Regions from separate parts of the Gossypium hirsutum genome. Here all the other regions are linked to region 3. The links are chromatin contacts, called in public Hi-C maps. All regions are on one chromosome and are shown on one strand. Each heading gives the region's core, a stretch centred on a gene start, on an enhancer-like site or on the middle of the called end of the contact. The rest is flanking DNA. Distances are from core to core; before and after follow the strand shown. Region 1 holds the start of LOC107930655 (calcium-dependent protein kinase 7). Region 2 has its middle 33 kb from the start of LOC107943609. Region 3 holds the start of LOC107930632 (non-symbiotic hemoglobin 2-like).

Region 1 (4,339 bases), core at 1,676-4,175, 210 kb before region 3:
TCCAAGTTATCATGTCTTTGCCCCCATTTAATCTCGAAGGGACGAAGGTACATATGCGAAGCAACATAATATAACCAAGCCATAAAGAGAGATTCCCCCAATCTCATTTCCCATATCAAGTTGTCATCTCATTAACCAAAGCATTTTGATTAATTCCTGTGGAAGAGTACTTATAATTCCAAAGAGGACCAAGATCCGAAATCAAAACACTTAACCAAAATTTGACTGTTTACCATCGCCCACCTGCCAAATAGTATTTCTTCAAATACAAAGGAACACCATACAAATGAGCTATTAGCTTGCGCAATGTTGTCTAGCCTATGTTCTATAATGTGATATTTTCTTCGAAGGTCTTGAACCCAAAGTGCTTATGTATTGGTTAACAATTGAACTGTCACATCCCAAATTAGACTGATTTAACAAAAAGGTGAAAAAGGTTACCTATTTTGGCACACTATGGTAGCATAGTCCGTCATTTTACAAGCTTTTGGCAAACTAAAGTTAGGATATAAAGTATTCGCCCGTAGAAGTATCCAAGGATTTCATTTAGGGGTATTATTCAATTCAAGAAAGAGTAAGCAAATGAAAGATACACCTCAGAGTTTTGGTTGAACATAAAGTGCCTACTAAGTATATGAGAAAGTTGTAAGGGGCAAAGTGTCTTTAAGACCACACTATACACAAGTCACCGCCAAGGTGTAATAAGCCCGATTTGCATGAACACTGTTATAGTTAGTTCTCATAATGGGATTAGTTGATGGTTAATTGGACTGTTTTGACTCTCTTTTTGATTGGCTTATCTTTAAACGTCAACTTCATCAGATTTTCTTTACTTGCCCCAAATTTTTAGTATGGAAAACAAAGTATAATTTTAGTAAATATGACCACTTGTTAAGATCTACTAAGAGAAGTTGGGTATATAGATACGGTAAAAAGAGAACATAGGGATGGTTTTTCTTCTTTCTATTCCACCCTCTAGTTCTTCTTAGATCTAAACATTCTTTTCCTTTTCGTTAACCTAGAAGTTAAGGTTTTTGGGTTAATCGATGGATGTTTCAACCTTCTAGTGCTGCTGCTGGTTCAGGAAGGATAATTGGATTTGGAACTCCGAGCTACAGTAAAGGTGAGTATCATGTGAGTCTTTGTCCTGACTCTTGCATGTTAGTTTATAATGGTAGATATTGATGTCTTCTCAGATAGTTGGTGAATGTATGTGTGTGAATTATCATAAAGGTTCTGCATAATTACAAATGATATATATGATTTGCTGCATGATTAAGATGATGTGTGGTATATATGCTTATGAAATCATATATGAAAGAATATGAGTTCGTCAGAAGTGTGAACGAATTTGGGTAAGTGCATTTCATGTTAAGTGAGTAACACAACCATTTGTGATGCTTCCAGTAGGGCAAGTACATTGCTAACCGGGCTGATAGATCATTTTATGAAAATGTGTGTAAGACCATGTGGTAGAGATCCATGGCATTATATGATAATGAGAATACTCATGGTTTTGCCTCCGGTAATATATAAATCAGACAAGTAGAGCATGGTATGAAAATATGTACAAGACCATGAAGGAGAAACCCATGACACCCTCTGAGATAGTCCACCGAGACAGTAAACACATAACATTTTGTAAAGCTTTTGTGGCGTATTCTGTAAACACTTTGTGGCATATTCTATAAAGCCTTTCTAGCCTATTCTGTGATACTTGTGTGGCGTATTCTATGATGCCCTTGAGGTAAGATTTGGATAATTGCCTTTGAGGCAAAATTAGGATAAGTTTAGAGACTTCTTCACTTGATAACTTTGTGGTAGAGATTTGAGTAAGTTTGAAAACATCTCTATTTGGATAGCCTTGTGATGAAATTGAATATGACTTAAAGGTGTTTCCTGAAAAGTTCACAACAGTATTTCTGAAAGGTGAATCCACCATAGTAGTCTGTCAGTACAAGTAATTTGGCATATTCGTAAATATGAGTAGTCTAAGAGTTTGCCAGATCTGAATTTGTTTACATTATGTAAGGAAGTAATATAAATTATATGGTATCTGCCAAATTTGAGTGTTTCATGCTGTATATAAAAATGTTATCTAAAGTAAAAGTTGTCCGTCAAATCAGAGCGTTCTCATATATGTAACATGGTTGTCTGGGATTTCACGGGATGACTTAGAAGATTTTGTCCATCAGAATAAGTTGTGATCTGATCTGATTGGTAATTTGATAGTTGCCAATTCAGTATGAGAATCTGGCAAATGTAGGATCTGTATGAAGTTCATCTTAAAAGATTAGTTAATATAAGTAACTGCTAAGAATAGTATCTATGAGTACACCATCTTGGGGAAGGTATTCAACATCCAACTGAGTGAGAAACCGTTGAAGGTAGGTTCTGTATGGATATCCTTTTGAGAAGTGTAGTTGTTTTCAAAAAAAAATAAGATCTGTATTAGGTGGTGAAGTTTGGAATCTGTTTAATGAGTGAATTGTGTGTAGGATGGTTAAGTATGGAAGTTGGAGTATATGTATACGCTTAATATTAAGAAAGTATCCACCAAAGAAAGAAAGGAAATCAAAAGTCTTTAAGATGAATTCAACATGAAATGCTTCAAGGTAATTTGGGTTAAAACTCACTAAGTTTGTGTCAACTTACAAATGTTCGTTTATGCTGTTCGCTTTAAGAGTGAGTACGCCATGAGGGACCAAGCTAGGATTGTGCCAGGGTGGTAGTTCGAGTTGCAATATTATGTATACAAAGAGCACTATAGGAGTATGACGCTTAGTATACTACGCGATAAAGAATTACATTATATTTGGTTGGGTATAATAGGAATAGATTACGCCCCAATTCAATGGGCCCACCACCAAACCAATGTTTGGTTGTAATGCCTATTACAGCCTCTTTCAATCCCTCCTCTATTCCCACTAATCACACTAAATAGCATTCAACACCCTACCCATAGAATAGCCATTCCTCACGTCTCAGTTTCAACTTTACCCTTCTCCCTTCCTCACGTCTGAAACCTTTTTTTTTTCTTTCTTTTTCCCATTTCCTTCCTGCCTCTTCACTAACTTTACCCTTCCTCACATCTGAAGCTCTATCAACGCCTTCGCCCTCGACGCTTTCGCCTTCTCAGGTTAGGGTCATATTCCATTTTTTTAATTATTATTTTGATCATCTTCCAACAGATCGACTTCAGATGGGTGGGGTAGTCTCTACAATTCCAAGTAGGTTTGCCTTTGTAGGCTACTCTCTCAATTCTTCTTTATCATTCTTGTTTTGGGTCTTCATTGTTTTTTCTAAATGACTAACAGCTTCGATGCGCCATTTTTTTGAACTCTTTTTTGGAGCGATTGGGTTTAATGTAAAGACTGTACAATACAACAACATCAAGTTTCAAGTATGAGATTTAGGTAAGTTAACGTTAATAAATCTGAAATAGCAGCTAATGTAGTTTATACAAATGGAGTTCAATTTAATTTATTGAATCATTGAAATTTACAATAATCCTTTTACTTAAAATACAATCATTGAATTTCATTTTTGATCCTATAGTTATCTGGTTGGCCTGCTTGCTTTGGCATTTGCCACAAGGCCTTTGGGAATTTTAGTTACAGTTTGAATTGTATAAAATTATATCAGCAGAAACTTTTGTGGCTTGAATTTACAGAGAAATTGTTTCAGTTGTTGAGTTTAAACATGTAGCTCCATTTTGCTTATCAGCTGTGAGATTCTATAAAGTTGTAACATTCATTTAACTCTTTGTTCTAGTTTAAATCAAATGTAGTTTTTTTTTTTTGCAGGTGGTCAGATAAGCATCAGGTACTTGTTTTTAAGCTATGTGGTCTCAAGGAAACATCTTAATACTTTTGGAATAGATGAGGTTTTAAATTGGTTTGTTAAAGTAGCTTTAACTGTTGTGGTGTGTCTTCTAACTAATGGAGATGCAACCTCTAAGTTACTTTGCTTCTTCTATTTATTTAATTCTGATATGGGGACATCTTGTGGGTTTTTTTGGCTGCTCTTTAGCTGGACAATAAGGTGAGATGAAAGAAGATTCATCATTTTTCATTTATTTACTCAAGGAGTTTTGTTTTTTGAAATTTTTCATCTCCAATTTACTTTCTTTGTGATGATTTTAGTCCTTTCATCGGGCAATTTGCTGCTTGTTGAACACGCCGATTGACTTCACCACCCTCTAACACTAGTCTTCCACTTTTCTTTTTAATCTGCATCTTTTACAGGGCATATTGGAGATGCTATTTCCCAAATACACAAGCAATAATTTATGTTGTTGATTCAAGTGACACAAGAAATTATTCGCTCTGCTATTGAC
Region 2 (4,453 bases), core at 1,134-3,633, 170 kb after region 3:
ATTTATCTCATTTTTAATATTTTCTTTTTACTTTTTATTACACCCTACAAAATTGCACGCTTTAAATTTTAGTCGTGAAATTTAAAAACTAAATATTAGGTTCTAAAGTCAACTATTATATAGTATTAAATCATTTTAATATCCTTCCACTAATTAAATTAAATCATATATATATATAATTAATTAATTAGAAAGAAGGAACAGGGTCAAAGGCAATCAGTTTAGGTTTGCAGAAACTTTAACGACTGATGGTATGTCGTGACTGAAAGTAGTTTGAATTTGTCAGTAAAAATCCGATCCCTACGTAAAACATAAAAATTGTCTCAACGCAACATGAAGTCAAAATATAGACTCCATAAAACAACAAAACTAAATAAATCAATCGTTTTATAAAATAAAAATAAAAAACATGAAATCAATGATTTCTTACCAAAAGAGACAAAACACTTGCATATGCCCAAAGCACATTGCACCATTCTCGGTTTCTATCACTTTCTCGAGAAAAAATAAAATAAAATCATCTCCGAGAATTTCAAATCTAAATAAGTTTTTTAGCAGATCCCAATGCCTTTCTCAATTACTCAGAAAGTTTCCCACATGCCAAACGCCCCCCAAAAAAAGAAGAAAATCAACCATTTTTAACCAAATAACTAACAAAATAATAAATTTATAACACAGATTGGAAGAGCATATGTCATCTTATTAATCTAGTTTTTATTTTTTAAAATTTTAAACTATAGTTAATGATGATCATAAAATAAATTGTGTTATAAATTTATTATATGATCATCATTAACTATAATTTAAAATTTTCAAAAATAAAAACTAGATTAATAAGATGACATATACTCTTCCAATTAATCTATTAGAAGTACCAATATATATATATACTAATCTCTTAATTTTCATCTACATATCTCAAGATCAAAATTCCAATCCTAGTTCCTTTTTTCTTTTCTTTTTTCATCTTGGAACTCATTTTATTAGTTTTAAAAAATGGGATTAAAGGAATCTTAGTTGATATTAATTAAGAAGGGGGAGTTGGATTCAAATTTGGAAGAAAAAATTACAATATATATAATGAATTTAAATTGGAAATTAACAAAATTCATAAGGAAAGGATTTAACATGTATAGATCGGATCCCATAAATAAAAAAAGTCTGAATATTACAGACTTATATAAAGTTTTTTGAATTCTAGTAATAGATTTGCGTGTAATTTCAATTCAATACATACATACAAAGAAATAAAAAGAAATAAAAAATTACATATATAAAAAAAATAAAAATATACGTATAATATTATTGTTCATGTAGGAGGGCACCTTCTTTTGGAGATAGAATGATCAAAACCAGTATTGAAAAACGCATCAACTTCTTCTCTGTTAATGATGTCGAAGAACTGGAATTTAGACAACAGCTTCCTTTTACAAGACACATATGTTTTCCTAGGTTTCTTTGGTGCTCCTGGACATGACAAAACTGCTGGGATCTTGTGTTCTTTCGATGTTGGCGTTACACAACACTCTTTACTGCTACTGCTGCTGTCATCTGGATTCGTGTTTTCGTTTCCTGTTTGATTTGAAGATTGAATCTTTAGTTTGGGTAATTTGGTTTGCGACAAATCTTGTAATAATCCATGATCTGCAGACATTTTTTTTTATATAAAAAAAAAAAAGGAAAGAAAGAGAGAGCAGAAGAAGAATACGTGTACTGGAAGGTAAGAGAAAGGGGTTGAGAGGGAGAGATGGTATCCTTTTATATTCATTCTCTAAACAAATTAGTGTTCATTTAAAATGAAATAAAAATAAAAAGAGTGAATGAAAACTTTGTGTTTAAGCTTGGCTTGAGGTATGATAATGACATGGCTTTTAGGAGTTGGGACTTTAAGTTTTAGCCTTTCTTACCTCATTTTCCTTTTAAGTAGCTGTGGATAGGAAAATTGAAGAAGTAAAACCTATTAATGTATTCCTTTGAATTTTATAAATATTTAAAATCAAGCTTCAATAATATGAGGTAAGAAGATCATATTAATTCAAAACACAAATGATGATATAAGTGGTGAATTTGACTAATTCAGAAAACCAAATTTCTTTAATTTTTAATTTCATATAACCCAATATTTTGAATAAATTTAAGTTTTAATTAATTGTAGTTTTACCATCAGATTTCAAATTTATTTTTCTGGATAAATTAAGATCCTAAAACTTTTTTCAGCTCAAAATAATTTTTAAGCCCCCTTCCGATAATATCCTTAAAACTAAGGACAAAATGTGAGACCGGAAACAGGCAATTAAACCCCACTTTATCCTTTATTAACCTAAGGGTTTCAGCCACTTTAGCGGATTCCATTTCTAACATGAGGAACGTAAAACTTACGTCGGAGACAAAAGGTGTAACTATTCTGTCTTCCGTACTCCACCCACTCTTTCTCATGGCGCGTGTAAGACACACTCCTACTTTCTTATTTTTTTCATCTTACTTTTTCTTTCTTTTTAATGAAAAACCTTACGATGTTTCCTTTTATTCCCTATTAATTTATGATCATGTCTAGTCTTATTTAGCAATAAACATATAATATTTTTCAATTATTATTGTAAATCATCACATCCATATTTTTTTAAAAAAAAGTTATGTTATTAATTTTTACTTACCATTTTGGTAAATTTTATATAGTTTTAAGTATCTATTTCAATATTTATATATATAGAGAGTAAGTTTGTGCTTGAACTATTATCTAAATTCTCACCTTTAAGAAATTTGAATTTGAGATTTTAACTAAAATATATAGTTTTAACTCATTTCTTACTTTGGTTCTAATAAAAGATATATATATACATTTCATGTAATTAAAGAAAATAATACTTAATATAAACAAGAAAATAAATAAATAGAAAAACAAAATGAAGATGATGATGTTGTTGTTGTTGTTTTGGGTGACAATATAGTGAATTATGTTGGATTGATCTGCCAATTTAATGTTCTTAGATGACTCCCTGTAAACTTGTAAGGATGGCATCTAAACCCTAAAATATTAATGAAAATTAAAATCATTATTGATTAATCCACCTTTCTCCTTTATTACTCTTCATCATTCATTTAAATCCAATCTTTCACACACATACAAAATAAAAAGCACTGACAATTAATAAAACACTAATTAACCATTCATCAAATTTTATATATTAATAACCCACACAAAATGATTTTAAAATTTCTGAAAATTCTCATTCATTTTCTCAATTTTTAAAAATTTTAATTACATCCCATTTTTTTGGAGAAATTTACATGCCCAAAATCTGATATACACTTTAAATTATAATTTATAAAACTGATAAAAAAAATTTAAGAGAAATGTAGGAATAAATATAGCTAAGTTGAATATGACATTGGTTTCTCTCCCCTCCTATTATATATATAAAAAATAACAAAATAGCATAGGATTCCAAGTGATGGGAGGTGGAATACTCTTATATATCTAGCCAGATCTCTTTGCTTTCACTATTTTATTGCAAATTTAATGGATTTGGTTTCACCAAATACCGAGCTCATCTCTTCTATTCACACACAAAAGAGATCCATAATGAATCTTTCCACGTGAAATCAACTGTCTGCTTCTGCTTAATCAGGCCCCCCCTCAACATGCCTTCTCTATTGCATGAGTTTCACCACCTAATCCCCCTTTCTTTTTCCATCTCTTTTTAAAAAGGATTTAATATATAGTAAAAGTGTAATGGAGACCACCTGAATTAAAAGTTACATTGGATTTTATTTCTTCTATTGAAAAAAAATGACAAAATAGTTCTTGTATATTAAAATAAAGACTAAATTGATTCTTTTTGTTAAAAATTTTATCCAATTGTACTATTAAAAATTGACCTGGCTAATAGATTAATCAGACTGTGAATTAATTTTTAACTGTAAAAATAGATAAATTTTTTAATAAAATGACAAATTTATTTTTTTATATAACATATAGAGATTAATTTACTCTTTTTTTCAGTAAAATAGATAAAATACAATCCAACTCCTAAGCCTCCATGATACTTTGACCAATATATTCCTTAAAAACCAAAAGAAACCCTTCATTAATCTAATCTTAACCCACGTCTAAAGCTGCTAAAACTACTATCTTTTTTTAAATAAAAATAAAAAAATTATTTATTCATTTTACTGCTTGTCATATTGTCCCACTTTTGGAGGGTCATTTTTCTTTTCGTAAATTGTGAACAATCATTTTTACCCCAGAAATCTAGGGATATAAAAAAACCCTAAATGATATGAAAGTCAATGGATGAAAACCCTTTTCTTGCAGGTTCTTCATGAACTAATAAAACCAGACAACAAGCTTCCAAATCTTCCCACTTTATTCCTTGTGTCAAAGCTTGTTTTACAATTTTTTTTTCTTTTTCTAAAATATTCTTTTCTTCTCTACTATATAATACTATTATTA
Region 3 (4,247 bases), core at 23-2,522:
AAAAAAGAGAAAATAAGGCAAAATAATGATAGAAAAACAAAATAGTCTTTATTACTAAAATTTATTCATTAAAATTGTGAAAATATTGGCAAACAACAATAAAATTGAAGTAAAAGAGTAATTAAGCAGTTTCATCATGATGGTTCTTCATCTCAGCCAATTGATCATAAGCTTCACCCCAAGCATTCTTCATCTCTTCATTCCATTTCTCTTCTCCAATTGCTTCTTCAATTGTCCTTATGAGTGCCTCTTTCACCACCTGCATTAACATTATTCCTCAAAATTTTTTTAATTAACCACTGCATCCAAATCAAATTTATTATTAAAAAATAAAATAAAAATGTACCTCGAAATGGGGGTCTTTGACACCACTCTTGACATGGACAGTGCCCAAATACTTCAAAGTAGTATCAGCCACTACCACTTCCCCTTTCTCTCTCAGTTGTATGGCTGACTCACATGTCTTCAACAACAATTGTTTAAGTATTTTAACTTAAGTAGGGATATATATGCAATGAATAAAATAAAAGGACTGACCATCTTGAAAACCTTGACAGCATGAGCTTTGAGCTTTGGATTATTTTGAGGAATCTCCTCTGACTCCCTCAAGAAACTGAACATGTTCTTCGCACCTGGTGCTATCTCCAATATCCTAAATAACACTCTCAATTTAATCAATACTCAGTGGAAGAGAAATTCTCTTAAAAGACACAGCCTCACTCGTTTGGCCGACACTGACCACTGTTGGGTCCGAACGAAGAATTCATAAAAAGGAAAGAATTAAAGGTCTTACAGTGAAAAGAAACGCAAGCTGAAGTGAGGAATATCTTGCTTCAAAACCTCCCATGATTCTTTCACCAACCCTTCTTGCTTCTCTGTGAAACCCATCTCTGATTTTCTTCTTCTCAATGATAACCAGGGAGTGGTGGAGCTCTATAAGAAAAGAGAAAACTAGTGTGGGAATCTTGAAGAAATAAATATTATTAATGACAAACGCAAACTCAGAAATTTAACTGCTGCTTTCCTTTATTAATATAATACCAATACAGCTAAGCTTTATTTGTCTTCTTAGACGTGCATTGATGATTGTGTAAAAGATGGCTCCTTATTTTCCAGAAATTTAAAAAAGGATGTTATTATTCACAAAAAATCATTTTGATTTCATTTGGTTGAATTTTGAAAGAAATATCTCCCAAGTTGTAACCTGTCCAGATATTTTCTATCATTACAAAATAATTCATGCTTACACCATACAAAATTAAATTACTATTCAAATGTTCAATCATTTAGTCTATTTATATATATATCTTGCATATCAAATTAGATGTATATTTAAAAATTCTAACTATTTATTTTATATATAAAAATTCACCCCTTGAATATATATATATCAACTATTTTTTAGATTAATATAATACGAATATCAGATGAGTTCAAAAATTTAAATGCATGACAAGTACAATTATATTAATAAATTTAATGATTGGATCGTTAAAACATTAATCGTATAAATAATTACAGAAATGTGTAAAATTACTCTAATTTTTACTGAATTTTTCCCAATATATATTATTTTATGTAAAACATATCAATATTTCATTCAATGTACCAGTTGAGATAAACATCTACCTAATCATTAATTAACGGTGTATTAGAGATACTGAAGAAACAATAATCCAAGATTGATAGCATAAGCACCATGATTTTATTTATTTATTTTTATAAAAATCAAACAAATGAACAAAAAACCACTTATTACGAATCTCATGCTCCTCACCTTCCCAAAAATAATTTATATTTTTGTATTAAAAAATCACTAAATAATTTTTTTATGCATATTTATAAATTTTACTTTTTTCTGGGCGCATGGCTAACGTCAACTTTGAGAAAATTCCAAAAATTCACTTGTTTTTCAATCAAATTCCAGTTTTTCATTTAAACATTTTTGTAGAATAATCTTGAATGGAATTTTTGTTAGTACGTAACTTAATTGAAATGGTAAATTTAAGCATGATGGGTTTTCTTTTTTGATAATAGGTTTGTGATCTCCTTCGATTGATAGCTTTTTGTTTTCTGATTTTGGCTTTCCTCCTTTCAATTTAGGGAAGGAAAGCCTTGTTGTTACGAATTGATGAAAGAAAAATAGTGGGCAAATGTCACCTCAAATGCAGAGCTGAAGGTTGTGCAACTATTACAACCACATTTTAAATGGGGCCCACAAGTTGAAGGTAAGCATCCTATTATCCATGGGTTAAACTATGACTAATGGGAGGCACACCAAGGTTTTTATAAACCCCATTGATGAGAGTAGAGATTGTAAGGCCCAAATTTTGCCTGGCCCGTACACATACAAAACAATAAAATAAAAAAATACAACAGCCCAAATCAAGGCCCAATAAAATAAAAATACAAAGGCCAGATAGGCCCAAAGCATTGGGGTTTTTAGAGACCCTAGGTCTCCTTTTGCTTCACGCCGCGGCCTTCACCAGCAGCCTCCACACACGCCCTTCGCACGATCCCCAACTACGCGTTGCCTACCCCACGTCTGTGCGCTCCGTTTTCATGGCTTCACGACCTGCAACATGGGCAAAATAGCAGAAATCGCTTGTATATTGGCTATAAAGCCTTCGGTTTTTAATTGTAAGGGGGGGGGGAATACAAATACAAGACAGATATAAAGAAAATAGAGAACAGAATCTGAATTTTCCATATGCAGAGCAATTTTTCAATTAAATGAAAACGATTTTTTCTTCTTTTCAAAAGGTGATTTGCTATTTTGATTTTACTATTTAATTTTTTTTACAACAAAAGAAATGGAAAAAGAAAACAAAAGGGACGAAGGTACCTGATTGTGGCTTCTCCTGTAGCCGTTCTTCATGATCAAGGCGGATTAGCAGCAGGGGGCTGATCCATTTGTGCCCTGGCAGAGGAAGAAAGGAGAAGACCCTTTGTTCCTTTTGATTTTGGAACAGAGAACTTTGGGGAAGGGATTGGGGTTTTGTTGCGGTAAAAGGAAAAATGGCAGATTGCCATTCATTCTTTTAGTTTTAGTAATAAATAAAACGGCGTCGTTTATAGCTTTGGACCGAATAGTCCATTTGCGCGTTAGCCCCTGTCGCATTTCTATTTGTTTTAATTTAGCTTTTTTATATATTTTTAATTTTCCCTTCAAATTTCCTTTATGTTGCATTTGAGTCCTCTCAAAAACGCTGCATTTTGAGGGTATGGATTAATTTCTTAATTGATCCCTGTGTTTTATGCGCATTATAATTTGGCCATTGTGCGCATATTCCTTGTTTTGTCCCTTAATTTTTATTTTTCTTCTGATTTAATCTCTAGCTTATTGGTTTTTTTTATATTGGGCATTTATTTATCCATTTTAATATTTTATATTTTAAAAAATTGTTTTATTTTGTAATTTTTTATTTTAAATTTTCTTATATACGATTTACTTCTTTTAAAAATCCTATTTTTACTATATATTTATTTTTTTAAAACACTATTATTCCTTATTTTTATATATTACCTTATTTTTATGTGCATTATAAGTTGTTAATAAACAAACTTTGCTTTATTTTTTTATGATCATTAAAATTATATTATATAAATTGTAATTCATATGTATTCTTTAGCATATTTTTATATGATGGTTTTTATAATCCATTTATACTTTTTAGGTATGTATATTATTCGCTTTAAAATTTAGCTTAGGCATACGTTGCAACTTTTTTTTTATATACATAATTGATGTTATATTTTTACTTATTTTAATTTTAGCCTTAATGTTAAATTTCAGCTTATAATGTTGGTTTTGAAATTCATTTTTATGATGAACTTGATATTTATGCATTGATGTTTATATATTGTTTGTTTGTCTATTGTTGTTTTTTATGTGTTTTAATTTTCATATGTGTACCTCTGAATTATTGTCGATAAATGGTGAGTTATATTAACCATGTACATGTTTCATATTAGTTTCCTTGTTCTTAAGTTCTGTGTATATTTATAATTGGGATTATCAACTTGTTTATTTTAAATCGTTCATTTCATTTTTATTATTATTCCAAATAAATTGAATAAATGTGCTCCAACGTTTTTATAACCACTCGCGTTTCAAAAAAACCCCTCAAACATAGGGAAATATTTCGTGTTTGGGAGTTCGAGAAATCGTGCCCTACCGTGCTGGGTTTCGATTTTTTGTTCAATTGAATAACTGAATATCCTTGTGAAATTTCATTCATGTTTTC

What was found. Hi-C and Micro-C count contacts between places; a contact is called where the count stands out from the background.
Region 1: a contact with region 3 is called in a Hi-C map of leaf, with 4 times the contacts expected there. The contact joins the promoter of LOC107930655 here to the promoter of LOC107930632 in region 3. A contact is called at or near these places in 11 of 34 Hi-C or Micro-C datasets (callus, hypocotyl, leaf and 1 more).
Region 2: a Hi-C map of leaf shows a contact between it and region 3, with 3 times the contacts expected there. The contact joins the enhancer-like site here to the promoter of LOC107930632 in region 3. A contact is called at or near these places in 3 of 34 Hi-C or Micro-C datasets (all in leaf).

The regions. Positions count from the first base shown.
Region 1 is chrA01:44,113,937-44,118,275 of Gossypium_hirsutum_v2.1, reverse strand. It overlaps LOC107930655 (calcium-dependent protein kinase 7), which reads left to right and starts at 2,925. Exons shown (of 6, transcript XR_001693052.2): 1 at 2,925-3,230; 2 at 3,318-3,416; 3 at 3,807-4,044; 4 at 4,248-4,339.
Region 2 is chrA01:43,734,996-43,739,448 of Gossypium_hirsutum_v2.1, reverse strand. No RefSeq gene overlaps it. Among protein-coding and RNA genes, the nearest start is that of LOC107943609, 33 kb to the right of the region's middle. Within about 2 kb of position 2,383, at least 3 of the 9 cell types and tissues checked have an H3K27ac peak or open chromatin away from gene starts, as enhancers often do. A contact at or near this core is called in leaf, where this site is marked.
Region 3 is chrA01:43,904,966-43,909,212 of Gossypium_hirsutum_v2.1, reverse strand. LOC107930632 (non-symbiotic hemoglobin 2-like) reads right to left here and starts at 1,272. Exons shown (of 5, transcript XM_016862304.2): 1 at 1,042-1,272; 2 at 794-933; 3 at 538-652; 4 at 347-463; 5 at 27-259. The coding sequence starts at 888. The coding sequence ends at 122. It overlaps LOC107930629 (a long non-coding RNA gene), which reads right to left and starts at 3,347. Exons shown (of 2, transcript XR_001693043.2): 1 at 2,846-3,347; 2 at 2,223-2,575.